Regions from separate parts of the Sus scrofa genome. Here all the other regions are linked to region 3. Evidence: chromatin contacts called from public Hi-C and HiChIP or PLAC-seq data. All regions are on one chromosome and are shown on one strand. Each heading gives the region's core, a stretch centred on a gene start, on an enhancer-like site or on the middle of the called end of the contact. The rest is flanking DNA. Distances are from core to core; before and after follow the strand shown. Region 1 has its middle 260 kb from the start of SPRY1. Region 2 has its middle 330 kb from the start of SPRY1. Region 3 holds the start of SPRY1 (sprouty RTK signaling antagonist 1). Region 4 holds the start of NUDT6 (nucleoside diphosphate-linked moiety X motif 6).

Evidence for each region. Hi-C and Micro-C count contacts between places; a contact is called where the count stands out from the background. HiChIP or PLAC-seq counts read pairs in DNA pulled down with a chosen protein or histone mark.
Region 1: a Hi-C map of subcutaneous adipose tissue shows a contact between it and region 3, with 2.1 times the contacts expected there. The contact joins the enhancer-like site here to the promoter of SPRY1 in region 3. A contact is called at or near these places in 3 of 5 promoter capture datasets (fetal liver, liver and skeletal muscle), 7 of 47 Hi-C or Micro-C datasets (embryonic fibroblasts, epiblast stem cells, liver and 3 more) and 1 of 2 datasets of contacts at active chromatin or transcription factors (skeletal muscle).
Region 2: a contact with region 3 is called in an H3K27ac HiChIP or PLAC-seq map of skeletal muscle, with 6 times the contacts expected there. The contact joins the enhancer-like site here to the promoter of SPRY1 in region 3. A contact is called at or near these places in 3 of 5 promoter capture datasets (fetal skeletal muscle, liver and skeletal muscle), 9 of 47 Hi-C or Micro-C datasets (embryonic fibroblasts, epiblast stem cells, fetal skeletal muscle and 6 more) and 1 of 2 datasets of contacts at active chromatin or transcription factors (skeletal muscle).
Region 4: a contact with region 3 is called in an H3K27ac HiChIP or PLAC-seq map of skeletal muscle. The contact joins the promoter of NUDT6 here to the promoter of SPRY1 in region 3. A contact is called at or near these places in 2 of 47 Hi-C or Micro-C datasets (fetal skeletal muscle and heart right ventricle) and 1 of 2 datasets of contacts at active chromatin or transcription factors (skeletal muscle).

What each region holds. Positions count from the first base shown.
Region 1 is chr8:100,601,341-100,608,326 of Sscrofa11.1, forward strand. It overlaps a transcript of SPRY1 not described here. Among named protein-coding and RNA genes, the nearest start is that of SPRY1, 260 kb to the right of the region's middle. Within about 2 kb of position 2,316, at least 9 of the 83 cell types and tissues checked have an H3K27ac peak or open chromatin away from gene starts, as enhancers often do. A contact at or near this core is called in mesenteric adipose tissue and subcutaneous adipose tissue, where this site is marked.
Region 2 is chr8:100,522,638-100,529,965 of Sscrofa11.1, forward strand. It overlaps a transcript of SPRY1 not described here. Among named protein-coding and RNA genes, the nearest start is that of SPRY1, 330 kb to the right of the region's middle. Within about 2 kb of position 1,789, at least 32 of the 83 cell types and tissues checked have an H3K27ac peak or open chromatin away from gene starts, as enhancers often do. A contact at or near this core is called in embryonic fibroblasts, fetal skeletal muscle, liver and 2 more, where this site is marked.
Region 3 is chr8:100,857,444-100,863,956 of Sscrofa11.1, forward strand. SPRY1 (sprouty RTK signaling antagonist 1) reads right to left here and starts at 3,714. Exons shown (of 3, transcript NM_001267835.1): 1 at 3,315-3,714; 2 at 2,287-2,473; 3 at 1-1,488. The coding sequence starts at 1,433. The coding sequence ends at 474.
Region 4 is chr8:101,239,684-101,246,939 of Sscrofa11.1, forward strand. It overlaps NUDT6 (nucleoside diphosphate-linked moiety X motif 6), which reads left to right and starts at 2,484. Exons shown (of 8, transcript XR_002346434.1): 1 at 2,484-2,513; 2 at 6,104-6,307. SPATA5 (spermatogenesis associated 5) reads right to left here and starts at 1,416. Exons shown (of 17, transcript NM_001177913.1): 1 at 1,272-1,416. The coding sequence starts at 1,416.

The sequences.
Region 1 (6,986 bases), core at 1,066-3,565, 260 kb before region 3:
GGTCACAGACGCAGCTTGGATCCTGCTTTGCTGTGGCTGTGATGTAGGCCCGCAGCTGCAGCTCTGACTTGATCCCTAGCCTGGGAGTTTCCATATGTCGAGGGTATGGCCCTAAAAGAAAAAAAGAAGAAGAAAGAAAGCTGGAATGGAGGGTGCGTGGCCCCTTCTTGGATAGACCTCTGCTGAAAGAAGTGCCCTCTCACACCACATGGCATCAAACCCACCCAGGCCGATGCTCACTGCCTGAAACATAAATGCAGAGGGAACAAAGAGTGTAAAATCTGCTCGAAGAACTGCTGTCCCAGCAACTCTGAGCAACACGACGCTCATGAAGCCTGCCCTGCATTCCAGAAAACCAAAAAGTGAGAGCCCTGATAAGATAACCAGGTAATTAATGAAGCAATTTCCCTTTCCTGCTCACATGCTATATTTATTTTTAATATAAAGTCTCATCATCTTAAGCAATAATACACTCTCTTCCTGTAACCTTTAAAAACTTGCCAAATGGAGCAGGACAAACATTACTCACATTTTTGTGTGTCTATTTTTTTCAGTTTTGAGCTTACACACAAAAAATCTTGTAAATATAGTCAGCCTTTTGGGTTTTTTTTTTTCTGGTTTTTCTTTGTTTTGCTTTGCTTTTTTTCTTTACAGAAACATTTTTAACTTTTAGTTTAATAATCAGCTTTTTTTCAGGTTATGTAAAGTAGACATTTTCCATGGTATAAAATATTCATTTACTACAGTAATTTTTAAAACAATTTTGATAGTAGGAGAATTTTTTCAATAAAATTGTAGGTGGACCCCAGAATATAAAAAGTAGTAAAGGCTACAAAAAGACAACCCACAGAATGGGAGAAAATATTTGCAAATGAAGCAACCGACAAGGGATTAATCTCCAAACTTTATAAACACCTTCTGAAGCTCCATAACAAAAAAACAAACAACCCCATCAAAAAATGGGCAGATCTAAACAGGCAATTCTCCAAAGAATACATACAGATGGACAGAAAACACATGAAAAGATGTTCAACATCACTAATTATTAGAGAAATGCAAATCAAAACCACCATGAGGTACCACCTTACACCAGCCAGAATGGCCATCATCAAAATTCTACAAATAATAAATGCTGGAGAGGGTGTGGAGAAAAGGGAACCCTATTACACTGTTGGTTGGAATGTAATTTGGTGCAACCACTGTGGAAAACAGTATGGAGTTTCCTCAGAAAACTAAAAATAGAATTACCATTTGATCCAGCAATCCCACTCCTGGCCATCTATCTGGAGAAAACCATCACTCTGAAAGATACATGCACCCCCAGAGTTCATTGCAAAACTATATACAATAGCTAAGACATGGAAGCAAGCTAAATGTCCATCAACAGAGGAGTGGCTAAAGAAGATGTGGTACATATACACAATGGAATATTACTCAACCATTAAAAGGAAAGAAATATCAGCATTTGCAGCAACATGGATGGACGTAGAAATTATCATGCTAAATGAAGTCAGTCAGACAGTGAGACACCAACATCAAATGCTATCACTTACATGTGGAATCTAAAAAAAGGACCCAATGAACTTCTTTGCAGAAAAGATACTGACTCACAGACTTTGAAAAACTTATGGTTTCCAAATGAGACAGGTTTGGGGGTGGGGGGTGCACCAGGGGTTTGGGATGGAAATGTTGTAAAATCAGGTTTTTTTGATGATCATTGTACAAATATAAACGTAATAAAATTCATCAAGTAGTTTAAAAAAAAAGAAAACTTGGGAAACAAAAAGTAGTAAAGGCTTTGCCATATTTTAACATGATGGATGGCCTGTGATCCCACTCATGAGGCCTCACCCCAGCCTTGTATTATTAACTGGCCAGGAAGACAATGAACATAAGTCAAAAGACAAGCAGGAGTTCCTGCTGTGGTGCAATGGGATGGGTGGTGTCTCTACAGTGCCATAACCTAGGTTTGATCCCCTGCCAAGCACAGTGGGTTAAAGGGTCTGGCGCTGCCATAGCTGTGGCATAGGTCACAACTGCAGCTTGGATCTGATCCCTGGCCCAGGAACTTCTCTGTGTCATGGGTATGGCCAACAAAGAAAAAGACAAAAACCAAAAACTTTTGTTGCATCATTTGTAATGAACACATGGCATTACGTATTACCGTTCAATTAAAAAACATTCTTGTACATTTTTAACCTCTTTAGGTAAATTATTCATTTGGCCAAAAGGGAAATCATTAGGCTCAGAATTCCATGGTGAGTAAAATCATTAATGACTAAGTGGCCAGGGTCAGGCATGATGTGAAAACACTTGTTCTGCCAATCTATTTCATGCCGGATTCTGAGCTAAAGTATTTTTACAATTTGAGATTCTGGACCTTGTCAGAGAGTTCATGGATGCCAAGTTGTTATGTAATCATTAAAATAACAAGGCTTTGGAAGCACTAGGAGATAAATAGAGCAATTTTTTGAGATTTTTTGAGATTTTTCTTTTGTCTGATCAGGGCAATTCATCTTTTGAATTACTTGTACTACCACACAGAGCATAATTTCCAATGAAATTGTAACTCAGCACATTTTCTCTAAGGGCAACCTGGCCTTCATCCTGATCATGGTTCCATTTGGAAATAATAAACATCATAAAGGACAAGAGTTTTCATACAGAGCATCTTACATTAAAGGTCTGACTGAGTATGATCAGCACTCCAAATTGTAAAGATGGTGCCATGTTCTAAAAAGACATTTCTGATAGGATAGCTGTATATCTCAGTAGGCTAATAATTCAGACAATTTTTGCTACAGTAGATGTCAGAGACTGACACAAGTTGTTGGAAAAGAACTTGGAACGTATGTGTTTTTTAGACAGTTAAATTGGGGTAGGTAGAAACTGTTGGCTTCTTTTCACAGGACCAAACGTGCTGACCACCTTTTATGGACAGAATCTCTATCATTTGTTTCCCAAAAAAAACATTGTGTAGGGATGTGGGTGTGGGTAGGTGTATGTGTACGTGAGCGGTCAAATGCTTTAAACCAGGCTTTAGTTGCTATTTACTTCAATTTCTACTCAAATAAAACACATGTATCCAACATGCACACTGCCATTTGTTTTGAGTACAACACTAACAGAATTTAGTGAACCAGCTCTCAAATGAGACAATTCACTACAGACCACAGATGGGTTATGACAGAATGAAAGAAGAGTGAAGAAACCAAGGGAATAAATTAGAGGATAGAAATTAGGAAAAGAAATGAAAGCAGATGAAAATTTGGAAAGCAAGGAAGAAATCAAAATGTTACTTAGAAGTAAAGATTTGAGCAGAAGTTTAAAGCATGAACACTGAGGCTTATTATGGAATAATTGCTTAACCTTTGTCCCAATTTCTTCTATAAAATGCCTCCCACCTACACTATAGAGTTATTTCCAGGGCTAAATGAGAAAATGCAGGTACAGCATTTAGCAAAATAAAGTGAAGTAGATGTTCAATAAAGGTTAGTTATTAGCATTAAGTTAGGGTAATTAACATTAAGAGTATTGTGATTATTTGTATTACTTATAGAAAATTACTATTTTAACATAATTTTTTCTTTCATCTTCTAAATATCAGTTATTCTAGGTGTCAAATCTTGCCATTCCTCTTTTTTAAAAAAGTTTTAATGCTGATCATAAAGTTTATAATATAAAGAATATTAGGAAAAATAGTAACAGTCAAATTAGTTCCTAAGATATAATAGCGATCTTTAGCTAACTCTTTCAAGTTTTCCTGTATGAATAAAGCTGAGATCAATTTCCTACTTTTTAATCCTCTGCCCAAATATGATTTGGATGTCCAGGATTCTAAGGAAAACAAGTCTTTCTCCAAAGACTTTAGTACTCTTCCCTGACTCCTTTTCTTTCCTACTGTTTTTATTTTCAAAAGATCATTCACAAAATTTAAAATCTCATTTTGCACAAGTATTCATACTAGAAGGAGAACAATCTAATCATTCTTTCAGAGGAGTTACTATCTTTAAATTTATATCTGTAGTCTAACTTAATTTTTTTTTAAGTAAGAGTGAACTCTGAGGACACAAGCTGTATTTTTGCCTTTTTATCCATCATAGTAACTATTTCAAAGCTGTCCATAGAGCAGACATCAATACACATAAATTCATGAAAAATGTTAGAAATGAGAAAAGGACAAGAAGCAGAGGTTAATTGCAAAGGTCATCCAATTTAAATTCCTAATGAGAATTCAGAGTCTTTTGGGTTTCACCTTTTTCACTATGATTGAAATGCCAAGTACAAGCTGAACAGTCTGCTAACAATCTGAAAAGAAAATATATTACCATGATTGTACAGAGAAACTGGAAGCGATTTTCTCTTGGGTTGGAGGTTTAAACAAACAGGAAGCCCTGTTTAGGATTTGTCTTCATCATCTTTCATCACAAGTCAGCCTGACTTCCTGATGAAGAAATGTGCAACTGCCTTTAGATACTCAACCAAAGTGGGCAGAAATGCCAGCCCAACAATCTGTAACTTTAATTTCAAAGTTGCTAATCCTGAACACCTCATCTCCTTGTGACCACAACTCTCTAAGTAAAGTTTTGTCTCTTAATCTCCATGAGAAGTGAGCACAAAATGAGTCTTTGTTAGTATCTGGCTTCATATTTAAAGGATCTCATTTTATTTCTATGATTGAAAACATCAAAAGGGATGAGAAACAAACCAAATACTAGACAATAGTCATAATAACAGACCCCTTAAAGTGTTTTCTACCCAAATTAGTAAAATAGTTTTCTGTAGGTACTTGAAAAAGTATTATTTATGAAATGAAACAAAGATTTTTTTTATCAAAAGCATAGAGTTATTTCAAGATGGAAAATGAATATTTCACAATTTATCTCTAGTCCATATATCTAAAATTTAATATACTATCTACATTTCAAAGTTAGCAGTTCCTTCTTAAACTTCAAATTTCATGAAACTATTGATTAAACTGCCATTACTAAAATAACAAATATGCTAGTTTTCAGGGAGAAGTAAAATGTGAAGATTTTTAATTCAAATAAATAATTTTTCTACAAAAAAGCTCAAGATGAATTGATAATTCTCTCACATAAAGAAGCAAATTCCAAAATTCAAATATGAACTTCCAGGCGGACATAGACTATAAAAGAATGACTAGTATGTTATCTAATACAAAGTGGAAAAATATAAAATCAGGACTCTTATTACCCTAAAAATTATAATGAATTATCAATTCACACAGTAGATTTTTACCATTACTTCACTTGATGAATACGTAACACCTATTCTCATTGATACTTCCAAATATGATTTATTCCAAGGTTCCATTTCTATAGTATTCTTGAAAATATTAGGTTAATATGAGGAAGGAAGAGCTACTGTAATACAAAGAGAAAAAACAAAAGCATATTCACTAAATATGATTTGAATCAGACTGCTAACAATAAATATATGCAATTTAAATACATCCTGACTCAATGAAATTCTTGAAGTTGTTGGCTAATGTTGAAGCCCAGAAGACAATGCAGTCAACTGCCACATCACAAATATTCCAGATGTTTCTTGAACCCATAGTTCTCTCCCCACTTATCAAGCCTACAACAACCACCATTCAGTTCTTGTATGGCCTTTCAAAATAGCATATTTAACATATATTTTTTAACAAGCAAAAGAAGCAAAGTAGAAAGATGAAAATTAACGTGAACAAAGATATATAGTTTGTCCAGATAAAAATAAAATGTGCATTTGTTGAGCAATACATGAATGAATTTCCTTAGAATGATGCAACCCCTCCAAAAAAAAAAAAAAAATCACAGGAGTCATCGCCATGGGTGGTAGGATGCTTAGTTTCCCACAGGAAGCAGCTCAGGTAATTGCTTGTTTGTTTTTATACTGGGAGGCATTCTATTATGTGCCTTTGGGTTTCTTCTATGAGAAAATCTGCTGCCTGGCTCATTTTGTTCCAGGCATTTCATAGGCATTTGTCTCCTGTGTTTAGAAAGTCCATCATCTTAATAAGTGTCCTGTAGAAGAAATGACTAAATGGGAAATACATGTTGTTGGCAAACAAGCTATGTTACAAATAAGAAAAGAGTCTATAAATAATGTAAAGATATGAATTCAAAGTTAGATGCACACAGTCATCTTGGGAATAATACCATAAATCGGAGAAGGGTTAGGTTATCAGGCCAGTTACGTCGTCTAGAAGGAATTCCAGTGTTGAGGCCACTGCTGGGCAAGCCCCATGAAAGGAAATATGGGTTAGCTCCTCACTGCCTACATCCCCATGGATCTCAGTGAGGTCGGTTTAAGAGTTCTGCAAGTAACACTGGCTTGCATACACTGCACCATGCACTGTGCTGCAAAGTGGGGAGACAAATGAATACTCACTGGTCCCTGCTGTCATGGAATTTAGTCCAGCAGAGAAAGCAGGCCCATGAACATATCGTTACAAAGTTAGGGAAGCTCTAATCACAGAGTTATTTCCAGCATGCAGTGGCATCCTAACAAAAGGCAGGCACTTGCTCCAGTATGAAGAAGGGAAAGGCTGTCCCAGAGGGCTTCCTGGAGGAGACAATCCCTGGGGTGAGCTTTGAAGGGTGGGCTGGATATATGCTTCATCCTTCTGAATGGTAATCATATTTAAGCAGAGTTAATCTGGCTATTGGTCTAATTTCTCTATAAAAGGACACTGTCCTGAATATTGTTATATTACACAAACTATGCTTTAATTCAAACATGGAATAATGTTGACTTTAAGAAGGCAAGTCAATAAATCACTATTTTCACACTTTCAATATCTTTATTATCCTTTTAATGAAACTACCTTGATTATCATTATTAATACTTATTAGTGGTTGATGATATCACTAAATGATTAATGCAAACCTACATTCTAAACATCACAAAATTCATTCATTAAGTCTATGTCAAATGTCTAATAGGTGCAGTAGGGGATGTTTTAGTGACAAATAAAG
Region 2 (7,328 bases), core at 539-3,038, 340 kb before region 3:
TAGAACTGTCTTCTGCCAGACATCACAGTACAAGTGTTTAAAATTGTCATAAACCAAAATAAGCACACATATTCTATGCATTTAGAACTCTTTTTTCCACTATGTTTAACACATAAAAACTATTGAAAGAGTGTCAAAATTTTTAGAAGATTCCATCCTGACACGTGATTTTGGCTTAAATTAGTGTATCTTGGTATAAGTTTTGAATGCAGTGTGTAATAACCATAATTAAAAGATCAAAATTGAAAAAAAAAATCATTACCAAGGCTTCATAGCCTAGTCCTAAACCTTCAACATGCTAGGTTAGTGAAGTTTTCTAAATGAATAGACCTAGAATACCAAAATTATCTTTGTACATAAAGCCTGTTGAAGAAGATACAAGGATTCATGTTTCAATAAAACATAACATCAGTGTTATGACAGAATCAGATTTCACATAAAGCAGAGATACACAGAACTATGGTTAAGTGCAAGTGTTCTATATTCAAACAGACCTGGCTTCAAGCTTGCTGTCTGACTAGCTCTATCTTCTTAGGCAAGCCTACTAAATTCCTTGAACCCTAGTTTCCTTATCTGTAGAAGAGGAATAATAATAATAATAATATCAACATTCTATGTTTTGTGAGAATTTAAAGAGTTCATGTATTTTAAAGACTCAGCCCAGTTCTGGCCAATAGGAAATTTGCAATAAATGTTACCCACTGTGATTATCATGAATAAATGTACCAACTTGGGTAAAGGGGATTTGCATACCCAGAGAAGTTAGTATGATACCTAACAGGATACTTAATGTTCTTTTTCAGAGAACCCACTCTGCACTGAATGCTGAAGGAACTCCCCACTCTCCTTTCCCTAATTGCTGCCTCAGGAACATGCTTAGACTCTAACAGTTAACAGCAGTATTTCCAAACAGAAAAGGGCAATGACATAACTTTGACCTGTTTCCGTACATCTATTTACATAACTCAACTAATGAGTATCTTACAAGAAGAAAGAATGACTCCAGTGGTCTGTAAAAATAGCCATGGAGACTCAGTCCCCTTTGTTAACTCACAATAGCCACTGATGATCTGATCATTTCCTCTAATCTGCATTTGGATGACTTGAAGTCACTTCCCAGGAAGTAAACTCATGACATTCATTCCTTCATTCCCAATTTATACAGATTTCATCCCGTCATATCAACAGCCCATATAGCCAAAGAAAGGGCTTTCTAACACATTGTTTCATTGGTGTTTATGTGTTTCTACCCTAAACAGACAGATGCAGATTAAGCAATGCGTGTCAATCCCATTATGAGGCTGTGAAATGGGCAGAAGTTTTGCTACATACACATGCAATAACACACATTGTGAACATCCTGTTTACTTGGCTCGTCCTCAGATGATTTGGCTGTGGTGTATCAGTGCATTACTGACAGCTGGGAATTTCTCCAGTGGAACATGCCTTTCCTATGACAAACATCCAAATAGCAGTGGGAACACGTGTCTGCCCACCGTGTCCATACAAAACAGCACAGTTCCTCCAAATGCAGAGCATGTTGGGTGCTCGGGTTTTGTTGGAAAACCTCTGAGGGGCCCCCAGTGACCTTTAGAGGCTGCATGAGATAATACATTCTTGGACCCCTATTTCCGGACGGCTTTGGGCAAGGTCAGGATGGCAAATATCCCACTTCCACAATATCAGATGTTACGGTAATTCCTTTTAGCTAATGTGTAAGAGCAAAGGAATGCCTTCAAACCTCATCTAGGCCCTGTGGAATCTGTTGAAAATGCATGACAGCTGTGGGCTTTGGCGAGGCTGTCTGTGAATGTATGAGATTTGGAAACAATTCAAAGCTAGAAATAACTGTACAACTCATAACCCTGCACCACGGCTTGCTCTCTCCCTCTCTCTCTCTCTTCCCATCACTCATTTCACACACGCTGTAGCTGGGTCACCATCTCATCCTCATGACTTTCATGCATTCTTCATGGCCGGGAACTGTGGGTAACATCCTCCCCGAATAAACACAGATGTGAAAAGAAGAAAGAAACAGGGGCGGGGGTCAGAGCAACAGAATGATTTTAATAAGGCACAAGAACAGGAAATTGAGAAAGAGCCTTTTTTTTTTTAATATCCAATTGGGAGTTGCGAAGCAGCAGCAAACTCACTTGTTTAAAAGCCCATCTGCAGTTAGAATCATCATCGAGCTTTCCAGTGATTTATAGAGGCTCTCATTTTCTTAAACCTGCGTTATTTTTAAAGGCTGTGACTATTTACACTGAGCTTTGGGGACTTTTACATGCATTTTCTGCCCCTCACCGTTCACTCTCACAACGAGAGTTTGCACTTCATGCTGTTGAGAAGCGTAGGATGATGGGGAAAGGACATAGGAGAAACGGGGTCCACTTCAAAACATTTCTAAAATCAAATGATGATTATCCAAATACCTCACTGATTCTGACGTCAAAATTCCTACTCTTATCATTTTGACTTAAATGTCATCCCACGATTTAAAAACATTCTGCAACCTGACTTATAAACAATGCATCCTAGGAAACACCGGCTCCTCTCCCATGACTTCTGCTGCTGCTAAGGACAGTTCAGTTGGCCTCCACACCCATGGGCAGATTGGTTCCAGGACCTCTGCAGATGCCCAAGTCCCTTACATAAAATGCTGTAGCAGTGGGCTCCATCTCCACAGATTCTGGTTGGCCGACTACAGATGTGGAAATCACGGTTCCGGAGGGCTGAGTGTATGTTTAAAATATGACCTCTTGGCACAATCAGGTTATTCTCATACAGTTTTTCCTTTCTAGCTAACCCTGGCTTTGACACACATGGTGGCTGTGTGTCAGTCATTAATAACACAAACTCTTAAACAGCCCAAAACAAACTGCACATTATCATTATCCATAGTTTGGCCAAGGTAACCCCCCCCAAGATGGAGGCTTTAAAAGTAAGGAATTAGTTCTCCAGTTAATAATATCTCATCAATATCCTAAAATGAAACAAAACCACGCATAACATATTTAAAAATAACTTAGGGCACGGAAAATAAGGTAAAGGGGGAAAAACAATTCCTACTGAGGGCATGAAAAACAATGTAAAGGGGAGAAAACAATTCCTACTGAGAATGGGCTGGATGCTGTCAAGCACCTCATCAGCCAGCTGGATCTATTTAAGTGTTCAGAAGTGGAGAAAAAAATTACTGGGGCTATCCATGCACAAAAACTAACACCTAACTTGAAGAATAGATTCCCAAAGAAACTCACTGGGGGACACAGATGCTTGCTTGGGGGCATTTACTCTTATATTAAGATCAATTCTAACAAGCTGGGTTATTTGGATTCCCAGGCCACAATGGATTAGAAACAGCACATTAAAGAAAGACAGTGCTCTGGTGGAGGAAAATGCACTGGCAGCTACCAGGAGCACAGCTGGCCAGGGAAAAGAACACCAAGATTCCCTATTGTGGCTTAATGGTAACAAATCCGACTATGATACAGGTTCGATCCCTGGCCTCGCTCAGTGGGTTAAGGATCCTGTGTTGCCAAGAGCTGAGGTATAGGTCACAGATGTGGCTTGGATCTGGCTTTGCTGTGGCTACAGCGTAGGCCAGCAGCTGCAGTTCTGATTCGACTCGTAGCCTGGGAACTTCCATATGCCTTGGGCGTTGCCCTTGAAAATAACTTCAGGAGTTTTCTACCAGAAAAGAAAACCAGAGACAGATTCTGCTTCTATCCTTTAATACCTAAGAATGGAAAATTGGGAAGATATTACTCTATACACACACATATACGCACTCACACACATACACTAACACATGCAACACTCCACACCAGTGACAGGAAGGGCTAAAAGGAGGAGTGTGCCTTCCATGTCAGTTTCACAGAGGGAAATTCATACAGTGATTTAGGCAAGTGAGTGACTAGGCAAGACTGAGGAGAGAGGGACATTTCTTGTGTAGAGCACTTATGGACAGTCAGCAAAAGGTAGAAATGCTTAGGGATTAGTTGTCTGAATGGAAAGAGAGCACTTGTCATCCTGACTCTCTTGTCTAGATGTCACATAACCTCTTCATAGCACTGAAATCCCCATGCCTCTTCATGACCATCAGGCAATACACGAGCCTAGCTCTCATCATGTATCTATGACTCTACCTGCTTGTAAACTCCTGCTGGAAATCCCCCAGTGGACACCAGCACCACACCCCCTTCTCCTAACTACCCTTTGCATTCGTTTCCTAGGGCTGCCATAACAAATGACCACTAACTGGATGGCTTAATACAACAGAAATCTCTCCTCACATGATTCTAGAGGCTGAAGGTCACAAATCAGGTGTCAGCAGGGTCCTGGATTCTGAAGACCCTAGAGGAGGAGCTTGCCTCCCCTCTTTCAGTCTCCCGTGAGTACAGGTGTTCCTTGATTGTAACAGTGTAACTTCAGTCTCTGCCTCCATCTTCATATGCCCGACTTCTCTGTGTCTGTGTATCTCTCCTCTTTTCAAAGGACATTCGTCATTAGATACAGAGCCCACCCTAAACCCATTATAATTCATCCCAAGGGCCTTAACTAGTGACAAATAGGGCAAAGACCCCATATCCAAACAAGGCCACATTCTGAGATTCTAGGTGAACACATTTGGGGAGAGAAGGGATAGTGTTCATCCCACTACACCCATCCACAGAGTTACTTAAAAAAAAAAAAAAAAAAAAAAGCCCCATGTTTAATAGCCTGTACCTCTGCCTATGCATAAAAATGCCAATGATAGACATCTGTGGGAACAAAGTGGCTCTCATTCAACAGCCATTCTTCTCCCCTTCTTCCCTAGTCTTAGATACCCATCTCCAAAGGTAGCTGCTACAAGTTCCAGATCCTCACTTTCCCAAGCTTCCTGCAGTCAGTGACTCCATGACTCAGTTCAGACACGGAGGCAACAGAAATGCAATAGAGACTTGATGTACTTGGGAGCTAATAAAGCTGAAGCCCCATACTCTCAACAACCCCATACTCTCAACGAACCCAGCTTAAGACCTGGTGCCTAATTTTGTATTTTATTGTTCTATTTATAATGTATTAATATTGTTCTATTTTTCTAAAAGAAGATCCCCCAAATTATATTTATTCAGGCCCCACTAAACCTAAAGTTCAGTGGTTTCCATCCTGAAAAAAAAAAGAAAAGAAAAGAAAATTTCACACAGGGAGTTTTCTTTCTGCCTCCTTTCTTCTTGCTTCAGATGCTGCCATAAGAATATGATTATTACAGTAACAGTGGCCATCTCTCTATCATGAGTAGAATGCTGAGAGAATACTGGATATTCTGCCCCTTGACATTTTTTAGTGCTGAACCAGCCCTGGAGCCATCTCCCTCCAGATTTCTTGTTACGTGAGAAAAATATACAATAAAAAGTTATTTAGGTTCTCTCTGTCATACAACAAAACGTGTCCTGATATAGCACCTAACCTAGGCTGGCCCAGTTAGAGCCTTGCCCTGAATTTTTGGACTTGAGTCCCAAAAAGTCTTGTAAATGTCTCTCTAATAGCTAAAATCAAGAGCTATAGAATTCTGGGACATTTGGCTATCTGGATTCTTGCTATATGGATAAAATCACTCTATAGAAAGAGAAAAGAATGAACTTGAAACAGGAAGAGAAGCACTTTCCTTTAAAAGAGTATTACACTTGGCTAAGAACAGTATCTTTTTGGGGGGCCCATAATTTAGGAGCTCTGCTCACTCTAAACATACAAACTAAATTTATAAAAGAATACCTGGAAGGTCCCATTGTGGCTCAGAGGGTTAAGAACCTGACTAGTATCCATGAGGACACAGGTTCTATCCCTGGCCCTGCTCAGTAGGTTAATAAGAATCTGGTATTGCCACGACCTGTGGTGTAGGTTGCAGATGTAGCTTGGATCCCTCATTGCTATATGGCTGTGGCATAGGCTGGCAGCTGCAGCTCCAGTTCGACCCCTAGCCTGGGAACTTCCATATGCTGCAGGTGTGGCCCTAAAAAGACAAAAACAAACAAACAAAAACCCTGAGATGTTTAGACACAGGGGAGGGATAGAGGCCACCTCCTCTCCTCTTGGGACATGTTTCCAAAGAGCACAGGGAACTCATCCTTCAGTGGGGGCATGTCATGGAGTTGTGTCCCTGTCTAATGACAGTGGTCAAAACAGTGTTGATGAGGAAGTGCACCTCAGAGTGCAGTGTTCCTGGACTCACTCCCTGCATCCCCTGAATCAGTCCTCAAAGAAACTCTCAGTCCCTGTGGAAGAAGAGCTTTGGAAAAAAATAAAAGAGTGATTCAAATTGAAGAGTCATAACATTGACGGTAAAGAAAAAAAAAATTCCTCTGTAGGACTTATCAAAAAAATGTATCATAGCACAGAAGAATTTGTGCAGAGTTCTATAGCTAGAACTATAGAACCAAGAGAAAAACTGAAAGCAAATTTCATGAAATGTTCACTTCTTGAAAATATTCTAAGTTGGTTAAATTTTAAAATTTCCTATTCAGTCACCAAGCTTTTGTAGAAGTCTCATATTTTTCTTTCAGTTCATAAACATTTTTATTGCTAAAATTGAGGCTTCACTCTATACCTCTTGACCTGAGTTCACATTTTATAGCTGAAAATAACATGTAGAACCTCAAAAAAAAAAAAAAAAAACCATAGCCTAATTGTTGAACTTTAGTTGGTTTTAGGTCAGAGGCCAAGAATCCATTAAATATATTTTTTTCCACCTAAAATAAAGAAATGCCCAGGTTGGCCTAAAATTTGGCCCTAATTCTCCACCGTATCTGGGGCCAAATTTTTTAGTTAATCTGGCACAGAGGTAGAGTTTTTAATGACACCTGAGACCAGGTGAATTTTCTTAATGATTTTACTGCTAAAATTTTATAAGGCTACAGAAAACAAAAGTTTTCCACTGCCTAAATATTCACTTAATGTTGTTTAAGGACAGAAAATAAAGTTTCTCAGAGTAAGTTATCAATTTGTTTGTATTTTAAACTAGTGATTTCCTCAAAGTAGGCATATGGTAATTCATGCTTCCATGTGGCTGAGGTCTCAGTTAAGACTTTGAAACATGGAATCAAAGTTCAAGTATGCCTTTCCTATTTAGTGATTTCTTCCATCCAGATTTCATAAGCCAAGATCAATAAGAATAAAATGTATGAGTGAATGGAGGTTTTGAAGCAACGGATTATTTAGACTGTGGTTGTGATTAAGACATAAGGTGGGGAAGTAAAATGAAATTCTATAAACTGACTTCATGAAGGCTAACAGTTTTTTTTTTTTTTTTAACCCAGAAACTAGAAATTCCAATAGGAACATAATGTATC
Region 3 (6,513 bases), core at 2,464-4,963:
AAGATAGCCCTAACTGAAGAGATTTAATACATAGCTTATTTAAGCAATTCAACGGCTGCTTCTTTAAAAACCAATTTCCCTGCTCCCAGAGTACCCAATCAAGAACAGCTCTAAATCACTGTAGCCTGTGTGTGTGTGTGTGTGTGTGTGTGTGTGTTCACATGCACAACTTTGGAAAGTTGCTTGAAGAACAAAAAGGCTACACAGAAGCCCACTGGCTTTCAATACCCTCTCAAGTGGATGGCAGAGGCTCTTGTCATAAGGCGGAGCCAGGTGCAGTTTCACAGTTCACTCTTACTGAAGATCATCCATTAGAGAATAAAATCCATGAGTCAAACCTTGGGAAGAGGGGTAGAGAAGGTGGAAAACAGGGAAGAATGGTAAAGAAAACAAAACCAGTATCTAATAGGATCTTTTTAAACAGCCACAGCTTGAAATTGAGCAGTTCAGGAGGTTCAACCCACCTCCAGGAATCATGATGGTTTACCCTGACCCCGGGAGGGGCAGCTCTCCAGCTTACAATAGACAGTGTTGGAGTTCTTACATCGGCACCCTGGGCGATGGATCCAGTCATAACACCCCCTGCACAGCTTCAGGCATCCCTTAGCAGGAGGATAACAGAGTAAGCAAGGTAAAAACAGAGACATGGCTCCCATACACAGGTACCTAGAGCAGCAGTGTGACTGTGAACAGGAGCAAGGATTATCCGAGTAAGAATCCCCTTCATCGTCATTGGAGCAGTGGTAGAAGATGCCCTTGACTAAGCACATGCAGGTGCCATATTCCACCATGCTCTCAGCAGAGCAAAGGCACTGATGGTTACAGGCCAAACAGGATGGCAGGGTCCTGGGAGCTGTGCATTCTCCACACTTGCACTTCCCACACTGTTCGCAAATGAACTTGTGCTGTGTCAGGTCCTCTTTCAAGGTACCCTTTAAGTCATCCACAATCAGCTGCTTGGGCTGGGTCCGGATTGCCCTTTCAGACCTATGACCAGGAACTGGTCTGGTTGGTGGTGACCTCCCTAATAGCCCCTGCTCGGAAGAGGCACTGCTGTTGCTCCCAGAACTGGCTGCACTTCCGGTGCTGGTTGATCTGCTCAATATGGGGCCTCTGGCATTATTTGAGAGTCCTGCATGGCCCAGGTGGCTGGTAGGTCTATGCTCGTAGTTATTATTCACATTAATTGGTATGATTTCGTGAGTCCTTTCATGCTTTTCTTGTCTTGGTGCTGTCCGAGGAGCAGGTCTTTTCACCACTGACGGCCCTTCTGTGTATTCATTGCTGCCTCTGATGGCCTTGATTTGGTCTAAGGACAAAATAGCAGCAGGCTGAATCTCCCTCTCATAGTCTAGCCTCTGACGGCTATCCAAAGCAGGCTGCTGGATCACAACTAATGAACTGCCACTGCCATGTTGATTTTGGGGATCCATGTGTAGTGCTCTTCAATTCTGCCAATCAGTGGAAACCTGGCATGCATCTGAAATCCTAAAAGGAAATCAAGGATGGAAAAAAAAAAGAGAGAGAGAGAAAAATAAATGACAAGAAGCATTTGGGGGAAGTGGGGGAGGCGAGAAATCCCATCAAGTCACAAATTGCCTAAACCACCTGGTAATGATCTCCCTCATCAGCGGATTACAATGATGCTGGGGTCCTGGCCAGAGTCCAATTCCAAGAGAGACTAAGGACCACATCATAGAAGAAGAATGTAAGCAAGAGACCCCACGCCATAAGAATTAGGAGTTTTTTTCAACTTTTAAAAAGCAGAATCAAGAAGTAATATCTTCCTGTTTGTGAATCTAACAAACAATTAAAGTGGAGTACGCCCTTGTGGGGAATACTGAGTATAAGCACTAATAAACAGCTCTCATCTAAAGAAAGCTCAGTAACAGTTCATGGGTGTTTTCCAAAAAGGAAAACATCCACCTTAAAAAAAATTAAGAACGGTTTTGGTGCCATTGCCTTTTGTTATTTGATGTGAACAAGCATTAGATTAATGGTGAAAAATTAGTCAAGGTATACTCCATGCACTAAAAAAAAAATTCAAGAGATTCTAAACTAAAATGAAATCTCGAAATAAAAGGTCATTTACAGCAGAAACCAAAATTTTAAAACTAGCTAATTAATCTACAAATTGCAAAAATGAACATAGACAAATACAGTTCTTGGTGTTTTACAGCCTCTAAACACACAGAAAACTCAATATACAGTTCGGTGAGTGTTAAGAGTATTCACAATTGAAATCATGAAAAGATTTTTTGTAAGTTTAAATAAGGGCTCACTCACCTAACGAGATAACTTTCATGCACAAATAAGTGTTAGGCCTTTAAAGTAGTATTGGGAAATCCTGGCCATTTTAATTATCTGTATTTCCTCTAATTTAAAAATCTGTATTTATGTGCCAGATCTTGATTTTCAAAAGCACTGCCAACTCCGAATCAATGTGCTTCTTGTAATAAAGTACAGTGATATCCTGATGAAAATAAGCATTTGCGTTTCTATACCAAGAGTAAATTATTTCTCACTTATAATGTATTCTCCATAAAACAAACTATCGAACTTAAAAACATTTCTGTTTTCAAGGTTGTAAATTAGATTATTTTCATACAAATTCCTCCCAAAGTCTACAGATCTGATCCAATTCAAGAAAGAAAAGAAAAAAAAAATCCATTCTCCACTTCTACCTTGAGCCAAACACATCAGCTTAAGGAATAAATCGGAAAGAAGACCATTTCATCTATCAACTTCACTGAGTGTCGCTGGACTAAGTCTTACACGTTAACTTCTTGCAGTTCCCCTCCCTCATTCTCCCAAAGCAGATCTTCACGTTTCCACTTTCTTATACCTTCTCTGAACTTAAGGAGAAACACATTCACAACCTGCTGGGTTTAGTCCTGGATTTCTTAAGGGCTGTTCAAAATACTCCATGGTTATTCTGCACAATATCATTCTGCCTCGCAAAAAACTTTTTAACCCACTATTTTTAAAACAAAAATAATCTAAAAGTACTAAGTCAGACTCCAAGCGAAAAAAAAAACACACAAAAAAACCCACATAAAAACCCGTGGATCTGAAGGTAGAAAAAAACACCAGGCACAACCGAATCTGAGTTTTAAATGCTAGTTGTAACGAAGATCATCCTGGGCGGTAAAGGAGACTACCAGATAAAAGGAGAAAGCAAAGAGAAAGAGCCACCTCTGATCTGAAGTAAAGCCCCTTTTCAAGCAGTGACAGTCCTCCATCTAGTTCCAAACACGGTCACAGGTTCTCGATCGCCTGTTTGCCCCAAGAAACCCCAAATCCAAGTCGAATACCTTTTCGGCCAATCCCATCACATCCTAAGGATCACCGCGGATTTCCAAAACCTTTTGGCGTATCCCACCAAAGATGCTTACAAATCAGGAAGAGCCTTCAGAGAGAACGTGGCCGGCGGAAAGCAAGCCCCGCGGCAGGGAGGGTTATAAATAAATATCTGTCTACACTTTAACGGAAAAGCCGGATTCCTAAAGAGCCGGAGCCTGCAGAGCGGCGTCGCCACATTGCCAGTTACCGCGGCAGAGCTGCGCCCTCTGCGATCCGCGCGGAGAGCAGCGCGGAATAAATAGTTGACGGAGAGGAAGGAAAAGGAAAAAGTTATGAATGAAAACAAGTTTTCTCTTTTGCTCCCTCTCTCTCTCGGGCAGGAGGAGGGGAGGAGGCTGAGGTTACCATTACCTCAGGAGGGCGGACTTCCCCGCTTTTAAAGTGGCAGTGCCCTCACCCCTCCCCTTGCCGCTCCACTGCTCTCACTACAGGGAATAAAGTGGCAGCTCGCTCGGGCGCACACCGACTCAGCCCAGGGGTCACCAGAGAAGTCGGGGTGTGCTGCGGCACACGCCCGTTTCGGGGCCCCCGGCCCCCAGGACCCGCCGAGCAGCTCCGCCCCGCCCCCGCCGGACCCTCCAAAAGCCTACTTGAAAGCGTCTTTAGCGTGGAGGGTGCTTCTGCGAGGACACCTCGGGTCATGGCGCCACCGCTGCAGGCGACTGGGGACGGGGAACCCCGCCTGGCGGTCTAGCGCGGCGGAAGGTTGCCCGCGGGATTGCCCAGCCTCGAGCGCCCGGGCGGGAGGGGCCGCGCCGCACGCGGGGGGCGCCCCCTCTCCCCCCTCCCTTCCCTGCGCCGGCCCGGCCCCCGCGCAGCTCCCCAGAAAGGCACCTGCCGCCCAGCCCGCCCAGCCAGCAGCCTCCCGCCCCTGCGACCTAGGCCGCCTAGTGCTGCCGCCCCGCACTCACCTAGGCCGAAGCGGGGGCGGGGGTCCAAGCTTTGCAACCCGGCGGGGGTCCTGGTGCGGATGGCGACGCACCAAGCGCCGCATCAACCGTGGCGAAGAGGACGGAGAGGCATGGCCTGAGCTGCGGCCGGTCGACCCGCAGCCTCCTCCGCCCCCGCCGCCGGGCAGGAGCGCTCCCCGCGGCCCCCTTCCGGCTGCGGGGAACAATCCTCCAGGGACTCCGCGCGGCCGGGTGCAGATCTTTCACGGCTCGCGTGCGCCGCGCAGCTCAGTAACATCCACCTCCCAGGCTCTTCTCGTCCTGCTTCCTTCCAAGAGCCAGAAAAAAATTTCCTTCGGGGGGCTCTCCGAGTCTCTCTTGATAGCGATCTAGGGAGCGGTAGGAGAAGAGTGCGTGACCTCCCCGCCGACCCGCCGCTGAGCAAGAACGAGGGTGCTTCTCGGGGTCCAGTCGCTCCTTCGCGGGAAGGGCGGGAGTGGCGGCTTCTGACGCGTGAAAATCCACGTCACGGACGCTCGAGACTCCGCGGCGCCTGAGACAGGGCTCGAACCGGCAGCCACAGGCGGGTCACAGAGCCGTGCAGGGCCCGGGAACACAAGCCGGCGAGGCCAAGCCGCCGCTCCCCGTGGGTGGGATTTTTTTTTTTTTAACCCGCTTTTTTAGGGGTGGCAGCGAAGGGAGCGAAGTTTGGGGGTCCTCCTCGCGAGAGGAGATGGGGCGTCGTCCCTTGGCCCCCAAGCAGGTTCAGGCAGTTTCCGGATCCCGCACGCCCGGCAAGTGGGGGCACGGCGTCCCCGGGAACTCCGGTCCTGGCGGTCAGTATCTCCCAGGCAGCGCTCACTCCCAGTCCTCCGAGCCTCCTGTTCCACGGGCTAAATGCCTGCTGCAGACGGTTAAAGATAAAAACACGTTAATTTCCCTTTCTTTACAGGCACTTGGACGCGTAGCGCGCCCCGCCGCCGGGGCGCAGAGTGGAGCGGAGCGGGCGGTTGGCCAGATAGCCCGCCGCCCGCACCCACTGCCATGTGCTGGCTGTTGCTGCTCCGAGTGATTGACAGGCGGGCGTACAGTCGGCGTGTCAGCAGCGAAGCAAAGTAACATGCAGTCTTGCACGTTTTTGCCGAACTGCTTTTGGCCCTTGGAATGCCTAGGAGTTCAAACAACGTTCAAGCGACGCCTCTGCTCATTGGAAATCAATACACAGAGACGGGAAATTCAGGTTTTAAACAATCGCTTTGCTCGGGATTCGGTCGCCAACAATGCCTAAACAAACATGCATTTGGTACACACACGGAGTGCCAGCTCCTCTTCAGCATAAACCACCCACTTTTTCACACTTTCGACCATTTCAGACTTTAAATTTGTCACTGTTAGGATATAGGGGGGGAAAGATGGAAAGAGACCCTGTTTTTTCTTTCAGTGGTATCATTTACTTAAAGAACATTAGTTTTAGCAGTGGGAATGCTACTGGTAACTTGAAATTCAACCAGTAATCTTACATCTAAAGCGACTTCAAAGAAATAATCAGTTCCTTGCAAAAGCCAACATTTCTCAGCTAATCTTTCCTAAAATGTCTACGGAAGAAAAGGAAGGAAACAGTTCTTACCTAACGCAAAGATTGGATATTGCTCTTCAGGCACATTTACAGCGAATGTAGCTGTTCCTTATCCAGGGCAGGGAGCTCTGTCTGCAGCTATCACTCTGCAAACCACTGCGTGCCTTACAGAGCAGTCCCACTCTGGCTCCGCAGAATTTCAGCTCCTTGCCTCCACCTCCACCTCCAACCCAGGACACGCCTCCAGTGATATCATGTGTCAATCACACGGGCTGCCTGAAAACCTGGAACAGGATTTCCCCGAGTCTTTTCCTCTTTCGTTTATGAGTGCCCCTTTGGAAATGTTGCCCCGTATGCTCCTGTCATAAACATCCTCTAAAAATGTGGATTGCCTCTAAAAATCTTGCAAATGCCGTTTGTCATAAAGGAATGCCTTTAAACTTAGTTAACAATGTTTAGATATCAATCTCAGTAAAAGGATTGGTGGAATCTACCCTTACAGTTGAATTAGAAAATAATTTTAAAGAATAAAATAAGATTAAAAAGATGTATATCCCGCCATTGCTTCTGATCAGTTACCAAGAAAATGTACATTGATATACAGAAGATGATAATATAACATTACAGTTCCTACTTAAAACAAAATTCAGAATATATGAAATCTCAAAACTCAAAAGGTGGCAC
Region 4 (7,256 bases), core at 1,234-3,733, 380 kb after region 3:
AGCTTCTACTTTGGACAGTTAGGTAGATAAGGGTGAGCCTGCAAAACAAACTGATTAAGTACCAACCAAAGAAGGGGAAAACTCTGGGAAAGTGATGATACATAAGTCAAGAAGAAAACTGTTTAAAGAAGGTAGAAATGGCTGACAGACAATACCAAAAGCTGCTGAGGGGTCAAATAATGAAATACCATCCATTGGATTTATCCACATGGAGATAATCAGCCACCAGGGCAGGTGCCATTTTGATGGAATAATAGGGTGGATGTCAAATAGGAAGAGGCTGAGGAGTGAGAGAAGAGCAGCAGCTGTGGCTCCGACTGGACCCCCTAGCCTGGGAACCTCCATATGCCCAGAGTTCGGCCATAAAAAGCAAAAAAAAAAAGAAAGAAAGAAAAAGAGATTGTGCAAGACAGCAAGACCCAACTAGTTGCCCTCTGATCCCCAAAAGAGACTGAAAACGCAATGTTAACTTGAAGATAGTCTTTAGGGTCTGCAATAGAGAAATAAAAATCTTGCCGCTAGGTTAATCTGAACCATTTTTAAAAACCACAAAACATCAAGACTGTTAGAAGCTTTACCAACTAAATGCGTTTCGGTTAAATCCGTTCTCTCAAGTCAAGGTTGCCCTGATCTAAAGCAATGGCTTTAGAGTCAAATACTTCTGGCCTCAAATAAACCTTTGTTATTTATTTAGTAGGCTGTGTAACCTGGGGCGGTCACGTTAACTTTTCTTCCTCTGTAAAATGGGCAGAACACAATACCATCTCCCAAGCTCTGAGAAGAGTAAATGAGACACGTAAGTGAAATGCGCAACCTACTGCTAACGCCAGTGTACAATTAACAGCTGTTATTAAATACCAGAACTGGTGTAACAGGGGAAAAGCCACTTATCAATCTTAAAGGCACATCGACCTCTCTCTCAAGAAGGACGGGTCCACATGGTCACCGAACTGGGTGATTGTATACAAAGCTCGCTTGATATGAGCGATTTTACACTTACATATGCCGTTAATCTTAAACAAGCCTAGGCTGTTTCAAGTGAAACTTAGAAATTCAAAAAATGCAGCTTGACTTGCCATGGTTAAGTCATTTCTGCCTCACGTTTCCAATGCAGGCGCAGCTTCAGGTGTTTTAGGACTTCTGTGCCGCGCTCATATCGCTGCCTCGACCAACTTTTTAAAAACCTCTTCCCCTCAAGGTAGAACCGCTAGGTTTTCGTCCTCTCAGGCAGCACCCCCTCGGCCTCGGACCTCCCTCTCAGAACTCTTTACCCTTTTCTAGGAAGTTGATCACCACCAAAGTCCCGGCCGCCACGGCTGAAGCTGTGGCCCCCTCAGGAAAGGAAGCAGCGGAGGCCGAGGGCGAACTATTCTCGGTGCTTTGGTTCAGGCGTTTTCTGTTCTTCTTGGAAGACATGATCTCAAGGCTGCCTGAGAGAAGCAGCGGTGAAGCCGGCTCAACGTGCGCGCTTCACTGAGAGAAAAACTTCCGGGGCAGAAGCCAGCGAGGCTCTGTTCCGCGCCGTAATCCCCGGAGTGGAGCGCAGGAGGAGCGGGAGAACCGAGGATCCTTCGTTGAAGAGGTTCTGACTTCTGCCAAGGAGTAGGTGGACAGAACTGTCCTTTAGATTGTAAATTCCTGAAAAACAGGAATTTTTCTTATCTCCACCGCATTTTCCATCCCTGAACAAACGTCCCTTTAATATTAAAATGGGTGGGGGTAACTCCGGGAGGGTGGAAAGCTGTGGGAGTTTCTCCCCGCTTGGCGGGAGCCAGGCAAACTTCTGAGAGGAGTCAGTCAACAGGACTGCCGTTTCCTCTACCTAGAGCTGCAAAGCGGTAATGCCTGCTCAACCCTGAGATAGGGTGGGTGGTACTCTTCTAAAACTTACGGTAGCATTCTTCGTTCTAAGGCAAACCCGCTGGGTAATTTGGAAGCTGAGGCTTGAGGCCACGAGAGCCTGCGTGGAAATGCCGCCGCTGCGGAGCGGCCGCTGCTGGTTCACTGGGCTGGCTCGGGTGCGCCACGCAATGCTTTATGCAGGGCTCCGTGGGGCCTCGAGTTTCCTGGGTTGCTCTCGGGACCCCCCTTCCGTAGCTGGCGAGCTGAGGGGTGAGCTGGACAGATTCGGGGGCGTCTCGGTGAAACTAGACGCTCTGGACCGCCTGGACACCGTCGCCTTCCAGAGAGCTTTGCAGGGCAAGTGCGCTTGGATCAAGGCTCCCCGGGCTCCCGACCTTTCTAACCAAGTAACTGGGGTTCCCACTCCCGAGTCGCTCTGGAGGGAAGGAGAGAGGGCGTGTGTGACCCGCACCCGTTTTCTGCCTTTCGTTCTCGTGCCCTTGGCTGGGAGGTTTCCGAGGCTGTTGGGGAAATGGTGACGAGCTCAAACTTTAGGTCTGCAGCCCTACTTTCTGGTCCTCTTTCTAGTGTGTGATCTTGGGCAAGTTTTGTAAATCACCTTTTTTTCATCTGTAAAACCAGGTAACAGGAACTCATGGGATTGTTAAGGGGTAAGTTGGACAATGCTTATTAAGTGCTTAGCGTTATAGCTGCCGCGTACTTACTGCTCCGCGTTTGTTAATATTATTTCATAATTATTTACTGCCGTTTACTGAGACTTGGTTCTGCCCGGCACTTTGCCCAAGGCAAAACAAACAAAAAAACACCCTATCGCGTTTTCTGATACAGGTGGTGGACCGTAAGTGGGCCGAAGAGGCTCCGAGTGGTCGTATTTGTTCACAAGTGGGATCAGGAGCTCTGGTGCCCAGAACTAGAGAGTTTCTTCTACTTAGAAAGCAACACTCCCTTTATAATTAGCGGGGGAGATTGGTGAATGGTTTCAGTCTTCAGGAACAAAGCTCACCATTCTCTTTATTCTCTTTGAACCTTGAATTCAATGATTAAAAAAAAGAAAGCTTGTGAAGAGGAACCTTCACTTTGAGAGCCCTCGATTTGGTGGAGCAACCTGTTTTTCAAACTGCCCTTGAGGGTCTTCATAATCAAATTGAAAGCAGAGAAAGGATATTTAGCCATGGAAAAATATCCTCTCACACTAAGAGGAAACTTCAAATAATCTTTATTCTGTGCAGCATATGGCAAGTGAGCATCTATGGTAATAGAGTAGAGCTAGTTAATCTTTAAGCATCCTCATTTCCAAGCTACTTATCTCTTCACCTGTTTTCTCTCCTACTTGGGACAGTTGCTAACTCCAGCAGATCAAATCGGTGTTCATCCTCTAATGTGTGTCATATGTGTGGGTAGACACAGGTGTTTATTGCACACACTTGTTACTCGTAAGTGGCCAAACAAGTGATCAAAGCACTATCTCAGGAAGGTAAAGCAGAAAGTGGGTTGGGTTTGGAGTCCCACACCCAAGTTTCAAGTCCCAGATTCTGCCACACAGCTAGCCAGCCATTAGGCAAATCACCACTGAAAATATTTTTATCTTAGGTTGCTTATGTGAATAATGCTAGCTCTAATTACTTTACTGGATAGATGTGATCAGAGATAAATTACATGAAACTAATTTATAAACTTTGAAGTACCATATGCTTTTTGTAACTTTTTAATGCAATTGCACTAAGTGCTAGACACTTTTTAAAACTTCATGAATACAGATTCATTTAATTCTCATAACAACTTGTGTGGTATGTACTATTATCCTCATTTCAGGGATGATGGTACTGAGACAGATTAACTTCCCTGGCTCTAGAATGTGTTCTTACAGCACCGTTAAGTGCCATTGCTAGTTGTCATTGAGTCAAACAAAACCTAATCATATTGCCTATAAAAATAAACTAAAATAACCTGAGAAGAAAGCCCATTAAATCCAAATCTATTCGAGTAAATTGGACTGATTGTATATAATGTATTAGCAAGAGTTAAGTACCTTTACACATGAAGTCTGTTGCTTTATTGTTCCTGTTATTGATAACTGTAAAGTTAGATGAATGAACAGGTAATATGTTGTTGAGCTTCATATATATCTGCATAAGTGAGGAAATAACCTTGGTTCTACTTGCTATGTCACTCATTAGCTGTGTGGCTTTAAACAAACCCAGTCATTAATAAATATGAATTGAGCCCCAGTGTGTAATCTTATGTTAACCTTCAGGATTGCAAATACACAAAATATTAATTAGGATTAGAAATAGATAACAAGAGATATCATTAGGCAATGTATAATAAGCTCTAGTAAATCTAGAGCAGAATCCTTAGGTTCTCTGTGGAGAGCATGTAAGGAAAGCTTATCAAAGAAGTGAGGGATAGAGAAGGAAAAAGTATTAGAAGTTTATCAGAGAAAGAAAATGAATTAAAAGAATGATTCTGAGACTTGAAGCATTGGTGCCAGAAATATGCCTATAAATAAAATGAGGTTGGGGTGGAGTGTGTAGGAGTCAGTCTTGAACATAGGCATGAAGTTTGCAATGGCAGCCTTCAAGAAATGTCTGAGGGCAGCTGGAGAGCAGAAAAATCAGTGTTCAGTGAAGTCAGGATTGGGCAAACATCCTTGAATAGTTGTTAACTGAAGAAGTGGGAGTGGATGGAGTCAATCAGTGTAAAGTTAAAAAACAGTAAAAAAGTGACTGTAGGTTCAGAACTTCAGGTTTTTTGATTGTCATGATTGGGAAGGAGGACATAGCAACTCTCTGGAATAATAGAGATACTCTGTAATCATGAGTGTGGGTCGCAGAGGTGTATGCATATGTCAAAACTCATCAGATGTTCGCTTAAGACTTGTCCATTTCACTTTATGTAATTCTATGTCAATTTTAAAACAGATTTGATCAGAGAAAGATCCAGGTGAGAAGGATCTGAGGAGATGCCATAGGCCCAAATTAAGAAGTCTGTTAAATTAAGCTCCCAACTTGTCTGTCACTGTGTTAGGCACACCGACTTGTCAGGTAGAGAAACATGGTCCTTAACGGGGAAGGTGCTTACTGCAGAGGATGTAAAAGACAAGAGAAAGGAATCTAATAAGTAAATAATCAAATCTTTCCCCATCTCTCTACACATACTTTTTAGGGTTATTGTTAAGATTAAGTGAGATGGTAGATAGAGACAGTGGTCTGACAAGTTTTTCTAAAACTGTGAAGTATTCATTTCTTCACCTATAAATTAGATGATAATACTTGCCCTTTTTTATTGTGATAATTTAATGAACTAGTGTATCTAAAATGCCTGGAATTTAGTAAGGGTCAGATAAATACTGGCATCCTTTTTCCCTGGCTCAATCTTAATTGACAGAGTAAGAGAATTTAAAGTCAAAGACAGAAAGTCTGCTTCATGTTCATCATGGTATTATTTATGATAAATAAAAATTAGGAACAGTCTAAATATCCAAGGGTAGGAGGTTGGTTAAATTATGGTATATCTATATAAGGAATATTATGCAGTCATTAAAAATGTTCATTAAGAATTTTAATGACAGCAAAATGTTTACAATATAATATGTAAATTAAATACAATATGATTTATTTGGACTTATTTCAATTCCAAAATTATATTTATGGAAAAACATCAAAATTTTAAATTTTATTACTGTGTCCTAATGTGAAATTTTGATTTACTCATTATACTTTACTTTCAAAATTTTCTTGAACTACCATACATTGTTTAAAAACAAAGGTATATTTTTAACCATCTTGAAATATATAAAAGAAAATAAATGTGTATGCATACACACACGCATGCATATATGTGAATGACAGGACTTTTAAAAGAAAAATAAAGAGACGCACATAAGTCATTTGTAAAGATTAAAACTAAGATTATTAAAAGGAACAGCATTGAACTGGTATTTTATTTAAATCCGTTTGTTCATTCTACAGTTAGTACCAATTATGTGCCAAGTATTGTGTCAGATGATGTGAATATGAAGATCATCAGTATATTAACTTTATTTTCAAGGAATTCAGTCTGGTGGAGAAACAAATGAACAAAATACTAAATATTATAAAACATGGGGGATATCCCCAGCCCCAAAAGAGTTAATTAATAAGGGAAATGGAGCTTAAAGATGGCTTCCTAGAGGAGGAAGATAAGTCTTAATCTCCTCTCACTGGAAAATATTTACAGATGTTTATCTTCTGTGTTTTAGCTGCAATACAGAAATGGAGATCGGAAGGTAGGGTAGCGGTATGGCTGCACATTCCCATCTTCCAAAGCCGATTTATTGCCCCTGCCGCTTCCCTGGGCTTCTGCTTTCACCACGCAGAATCAGATTCATCTACCCTGACCCTGTGGCTGGGAAAAGGGCCCAGCAGGTTACCAGGATATGCTACACATCAAGTGGGAGTTGCAGGTCAGTTCAAACTAATGATAAACAGAAATAACTTAGAGATTCACCCAATTTCTTTTTACAGCTGAGTGATGTTACATAGAATGAACAATTTGATTAAATTATTCTTCTCCTGGGAACTCTAACACAGTATTTTTTGCTTGTTTGTTTGTTTGTTTGCCTTTTTCTAGGGCTGCTCCTGTGGCATATGGAGATTCCTAGGCTAGGGGTCGAATCGGAGCTGCAGCCGCTGGCCTACGCCAGAGCCACAGCAACCGAAGGATCCGAGGCACGTCTGCGACCTATACCACAGCTCACAGCAACGCCGGATCCTTAACCCACTGAGCAAGGCCAGGGATCGAACGTGCGTCCACATGGTTTCTAGTCGGATTCGTTAACCACTGAGCCCCGACGGGAACTCCTAACACAGTATTTTCAAATAGATGAAGTTTGCATTATGAGTCAGCAGAGGGAATCACAGAGAACAAGCAAGTTTAGTGTTCAGTTTTCCAAAAGATATGTTTGAATATGTTTTACACAGATATGTGAACTTAACTACTGAAATAGTAACACCGCTTTGGAATCAGGGAATAGATTCATTTCATTACGGTAAAACATGTTAGTCCTAATTATATGAATTAATAAAAGAACTTTTAATGTAAAGCAAACCAGTTTTTCAGTGATTTGAACATCACTTGTTAGACATTTACATTAAGTCATTGTGCCAAACAGTTGTTTAAAATAGCTTAATTTAAATATAGAATTTTTGAGAACACCGATTAGTTTCAGAGACATAGTCTTGAGAGAAGATTTGCTTTACGTTAAGATAGGAGATATCAATTTGTAGAGTGCATCAAAATCACCTGGAGGGCTTGTTAAAGCAAATTGGTGAGCCCCAGCCCCAAGAGTTTCTTATTCAGATGGTCTGGAATGGGGCTCAAGAATTGCATTTCTAACAAGTTCTCTGCTACTA